Regions from separate parts of the Mus musculus genome. Here region 1 is linked to region 2. Evidence: chromatin contacts called from public Micro-C data. All regions are on one chromosome and are shown on one strand. Each heading gives the region's core, a stretch centred on a gene start, on an enhancer-like site or on the middle of the called end of the contact. The rest is flanking DNA. Distances are from core to core; before and after follow the strand shown. Region 1 holds the start of B3gat2 (beta-1,3-glucuronyltransferase 2 (glucuronosyltransferase S)). Region 2 overlaps Rims1 (regulating synaptic membrane exocytosis 1).

The links. A called contact is a pair of places that touch in the nucleus more often than the background predicts.
Region 1: a contact with region 2 is called in a Micro-C map of embryonic stem cells, with 3 times the contacts expected there. The contact joins the promoter of B3gat2 here to the enhancer-like site in region 2. A contact is called at or near these places in 1 of 39 promoter capture datasets (liver), 1 of 484 Hi-C or Micro-C datasets (embryonic stem cells) and 2 of 115 datasets of contacts at active chromatin or transcription factors (embryonic forebrain and stem cell-derived neural progenitor cells).

The regions. Positions count from the first base shown.
Region 1 is chr1:23,760,674-23,763,373 of GRCm38.p6, reverse strand. B3gat2 (beta-1,3-glucuronyltransferase 2 (glucuronosyltransferase S)) reads right to left here and starts at 1,448. Exons shown (of 4, transcript NM_172124.2): 1 at 146-1,448. The coding sequence starts at 739.
Region 2 is chr1:22,532,235-22,534,934 of GRCm38.p6, reverse strand. Rims1 (regulating synaptic membrane exocytosis 1) reads left to right here. Exons shown (of 35, transcript NM_183018.4): 7 at 695-926; 8 at 1,461-1,536. Among named protein-coding and RNA genes, the nearest start is that of Rims1, 270 kb to the left of the region's middle. Within about 2 kb of position 1,439, at least 102 of the 459 cell types and tissues checked have an H3K27ac peak or open chromatin away from gene starts, as enhancers often do. A contact at or near this core is called in embryonic stem cells, where this site is marked.

The sequences.
Region 1 (2,700 bases), core at 199-2,698, 1.2 Mb before region 2:
TGCGGGATGCGTGCTCGAAGGGACTGAGAACTCAAAAGTGTACAGGAAGCACAAAGGGCATGCAGACCTTCGGGGCCCAACCGCCCCTTGTCCCCCCTCCCCCCCACACACACCCTACACCCCACCATCGGCGCTGGACCACTACCTCCTGGAAGAGCTCCAGACTGTACGTGTTGTCATCGTCGGCGAAGAAGAGCACGCCGGGTTGCGCGCTCTGATGCTGATGCCTCTGGCGCAGCCAGGCGAGGCCCGCGTTGCGCTGTTCGGTGGCGCGCGGCAGCCACGGTCGCTTGTAGCGCCGCGGCGTGGGCACATGCAGGTGCGTGTTGGGCAGGCCGGCCCGAGCTAGGAAGCTGCTCACCAGCTCGCTGCGCGTCGCCCGGTCCTCCACCAGGATCCAGTGCAACTGCGCCACCTGGCGGAAGGTGTTGGCCAGGCGAGTGAGCTCGGCTTTCTGCACCGGGCGACTGTAGGTGGGTGTGATGGCATAGATGGTGGGCAAGCGCGGCTCCGGCTGCAGCTGAGGCCGAGACTCGTTCCGCTTCTCGGCAGCGTCACGCCCGGGGCTACTCCGTCGGAGCGGGACTCGGGAGCCCCCGCAGCCCACTGCATGGGGAGAGAAGTAGGGACGGGAAGTGAGTTGGGGCGCGGGCCTGCGGGGGTCCACGTCCAACATGATGATGACAATCAGGATCCAGGGCAGGAGGATGAAGAAGCGGCTGCACAGCGCGGACTTCATGGTGCGCGCTCCCCAGCGTCTCGGACACCACCCCCTGCAAGGACTAGGCTCCGGGTAGGGGACCTCTGTGTGCAGTTAGGACAGCGGCAGCGTCTGCAATCAGGGAGAAGCCGCAAGCGCGCTCCCCTTCCGGACTGGGGCGTTGCGGGGACCTGGGCGTTGTGGGGTCGGCGCAGATGCAGGGCAAGCTAGAACTCCAGGGGGTGCAGGAGGACCGGCTAGGGTCTTGGGTCACTCTGGATGAAGTCGGCGGGAATCTGGACACGGTCCAGCCGCACTCCGCAGGTCCCGGAGTTGTGCCGAGTGCAAGCCAGGCGGCGGTCCCCGCTGCGCTCTTTTCCCGAGTGCGAGCCTGGAACGTACCAGGCGTTGTACCTTGCCGCTCCTGTCCCGCGTCGCTGAGGGCTAAGAGGATCCAGCTGCTGGCCTGGGCGAGCGTTCCGGGACCCCTTTGAAGGCGGTTGCCGGGAATGCTGAGGGCTTTCCTCCGTCACATGTCGGCCGGTGCAGCTGCGATCCCGGGTGGACACCGAGGATGCTGCGTCCCTAAGCTCCCGTTCGAGCGCCGCGGCAGAAACCTGTGCCGCTCTCTCCTTCTCGGAACCTCTCCCGGCTCCAGACAGCAAGATCCCAAAGCAGGGAAAGAAAGAAAAAGCGAGGGGGCGGGGGCGCTGCAGACTCGGGCGTCCTCCTAGTGCTCCGGTGGGAAGATAGCAGCGCTGCTACTGGCGGAGAGGGGCTGCGGGGCGGAGGCGGGAAGGGCCAAGGCTCTCTGCGGGGTCTGAGCCCGGTGGCACCAGGCGCTGCCTGCGGGCAGAGGCAGGGGGAGGGAGGAGGATCTCTGCTGGGTTGCGCGACCTCTGCCTGGGGTGTGTGTGTGTGTGTGTGTGTGTGTGTGTGTGTGTGTGTGTGGAGGTGGTGGGTGCTGTTTTCAGATCGCCCCAGGGTTCAGCTCACTGAACTGCTGCAGGGTCTTTGGAGATCAGCCAAGGAAACCCATTCACGTGTGACAAGTCCGGAGTCCTAAAGAGGGCAGAAGGAGAAAGAGGGAGGGGACAAAGCGGTCCTTCCCTGGCTTGAGGGTTGGTGTACAGAACCTCAGCAAAGAGAACCACTTTCTCTTGAAAGGCAGAAATCAATAGAATCCCACAGAGATGGAGGGGGTGCCGCACATAGGTGTCTGGCATGTGTGCCAGCCCATTCCAAGGAATCAATCGCAACTGCTCGGCCACAGTTGGATCTGTGGGGGACATTTTGACAACTCCGGCTGAGTATGTGTAACTTGCTTTTGTTCATGTTGGAGCCTTCCCAGTTTGCAGGCACAGGAATTATCCCCCAGGACCATCCCTGTAATCCTTTCAAGGAGGCTTTGGAGGTGGAATCACCTTCATTTTCTGGATGAAGGAGCAGAAGATGGAGACTTAAGGGAATTTCCTGAGGTCAGTGGTAACTGACTTAGTGGAAATAGAACGTGGGCGTCCTGGATAGAACCCACTGCCTCTTCACTGCACATCATCAGCACAGCCTGGCTGTGAGTGACCGGTCTTCCTAGGTGATGCCATCAGATCAAGTGGGTCAGAGGATGGCAAGCGGAAATACCTGGAAGACCCTCTCATATATAGAGAATCTATTAGCCGAACGAACCCCAGGCTGTTCTCATTCCAAGCACATTCCAGGGAGTCTGAGGAAAGCACCCCCACCCCCAATGAATCATTTCTGATTCCGTTTTCCTCCGCAACCCGACTTTCTCTGTCGCATGAAAATCCTTTTGACTATGTTCCTGAGGAACAAGCAGCACGCTGGGGCAGATCCTCCACCTTCACGTGGCTGTGTCCTGCATCTTGGGTTCGGTGTCTGGCACTGCGCACCTGTGAATTTTCACAACTACTCTCTTATGTTGTGGGGTAGTCACTAGAGAAGACTGCTCCGACTTGGGTTGAAGCAAATATATAAAGCATTTA
Region 2 (2,700 bases), core at 190-2,689:
GGGGGCTGCCTGGCATGCATGCACACAGCTTTGGCTTTGAGTCCTAGTACTGTAACAAACAAACGCACACACAAATATCAGTGTTTCTATTGATGTGACTTGAGCAAGTTAAAATATAAGGTATGGTTTAGACATTGTTTTCTGATTAACAATATGATAAAAAGGGCTTAGGCATAATCACATCAAAATTAGTTTGCTGTTATCAGAGATTTGATTTCTGAAGTGAGCACGCATGTAATTCTAAAGGTTTTCTTGATAATCAGGAATCATAAGTACGCAGTGTTCATAGTATACATGCATGGAAAACACATTTGATCTTGTAGTGATGTAAGCAACGTTTGCTGCTGTAAGCTCGTCTTTAGATCTTATGTTATTATTGACCTATTATTTCTGTGTGAAATATTTTCAGTCATAAGAATGCAAGCATAAACTGTTCCTATTGAATTAAAACTTTTTATTTAAATTCAAACTTTAAAAGGTGAAAAGGAGTTTTTGATTCTATTGTAATGCAAAGGGTCACTTTTTCAATCTTAATTGGTACATAAATTTAACCTGGTTCTTGACTTCAAATTTTAAGTAGACATGGGATTCGAACTAATTATATGAAATAATTGATTTAGGGCTTGAATGTTGAGACAAGAATGTTTCTTGGTGTGCTGTTTAAATTTTATCAACTGTTCTCTGCGCATCACAGGAAGAAGGCTCCAGGGCTTTCAGAGCAGAATGGCAAGGGAGGCCAGAAGAGTGAGCGCAAACGTGTCCCCAAGTCTGTGGTGCAACCCGGGGAAGGGACCGCGGATGAACGGGAGAGGAAGGAGAGGCGGGAAACCCGCAGGCTGGAGAAAGGGCGCTCTCAGGACTACCCGGACCGGCTCGAGAAACGCGAGGATGGCAGGGTGGCTGAAGACGAAAAGCAGAGGAAGGAGGAGGAGTATCAGACTAGGTACCGCAGCGACCCGAACCTGGCTCGCTACCCGGTGAAGGCGCCGCTGGAGGAACAGCAGATGCGCATGCACGCCCGGGTGTCCCGAGCGAGGCACGAGCGGCGCCACAGCGACGTGGCGCTCCCGCACACCGAGGCTGCCGCCGCTGTGTCAGCCGAGACCACGGCGGGCAAGCGCGCGCAGACCACCGCCAGGGTCTCTCCCCCGGAGTCCCCGCGCGCACGCGCGCCCGCTGCCCAGCCTCCCGCGGAGCACGGGCCGCCGCCGCCGCGGCCAGCCCCGGGTCCGGCAGAGCCGCCCGAACCGCGCGTCCCCGAGCCGCTCCGTAAGCAGGGCCGCCTGGACCCCGGCTCGGCTGTGCTCCTGCGCAAGGCCAAGCGCGAGAAAGCGGAAAGCATGCTGCGGAACGACTCGCTGAGCTCCGATCAGTCCGAGTCGGTGCGGCCATCCCCGCCCAAGCCACACCGGCCCAAGCGGGGAGGCAAGAGGCGTCAGATGTCGGTGAGCAGCTCCGAGGAGGAGGGCGTGTCCACGCCGGAGTACACGAGCTGCGAGGACGTGGAGCTGGAGAGCGAGAGCGTGAGCGAGAAAGGTGAGCGCGGCTCGGAGGTGGAGATGCGCGCCCAGTGCCTGCCTGCCGGGAGATGCTGGGCTGGGGGACCGCTGTGCCAGGCGCACCTGCGCGGGAGTGATGTTCCCGGACGTTTGCAGCAGAGATGCTGCGCTCCGAGGTCCCTGCGTACCAGACGCACAGGCGCCTCCATCCCCCTTCAGGCATGCCTGTGAGCCGCACTTAGAGGCGCGTGGCCTCCGGTGGACACAAGTCTACTGGCTTTTGAGGTCCACGTGCTGAGGTCAGAGATGCAGGTGAAGATGTTTGTGTTCCAAGATTAGAGGTGAACTCGGGTAGGAATGCAGACTGTGGAAGGTTGTACTTTTTTGTTTGTTTGTTTGTTTATTTATTTATTTATTTTTAATGTATTTAACAAACCGCCACTGCCAGCTCCAGTTTTGAGTGAGAAGTTTCTTACTGATTTTGCTTCCTGTCTGTCATTCAGGGAACTGAGAGGTGCAATCTTAACGTTTTGAAGTTACTATTTTGGTGTGCATTTGTCGGGGAATAACTTGTTTTCTAGAAAACTCAACTGTGCATGTAAATGAGTTGTTTATACCATAGACAACTATATATAAAGAACTTCTTTGTACATATTCAATTTCTAAAGGCACAGTTTTCGATTTAAAAATTGATCCTTCTTGAAATTTGTGAATATATTCTAAATGATATTATTTGAGTTATTACATGATATTATGTTTTGCATAGTAATTTTGAGGTATGAAATTCACATTCCAAAGTAACTGAGACAGTATGATAGGCGTTTCCCTCTAAGTCAGTATTTTTCAGTCTTATAGTCATGTATAACTATTTAGGCTTAAATTAACTGAAGTTAAATAAATTTAACCATTCACTTCCTTAATCTCACCAACTATAATTCAAATGTTCAAAAAGTATTAAAAAGTGCTGGTCTAGGAAATGCTTCAGTTTAAAATTATAATCACACAAATCTCTTGGCGGCTGGTATTCGCATTGTAATGCTGTTCATTCAGATAAAGCTGACTACAGTTCTAACTTTGGTGGTAACTAACTTCCTTCTGATAGTATTGGGTTTTCTGTGAGTTTAGCAATGTGTTTGTATTTGGGTAGGGCTATTCTTTCAGGTTTCACCCTCCCATAATTTATAACTTCTAGACAGTACTA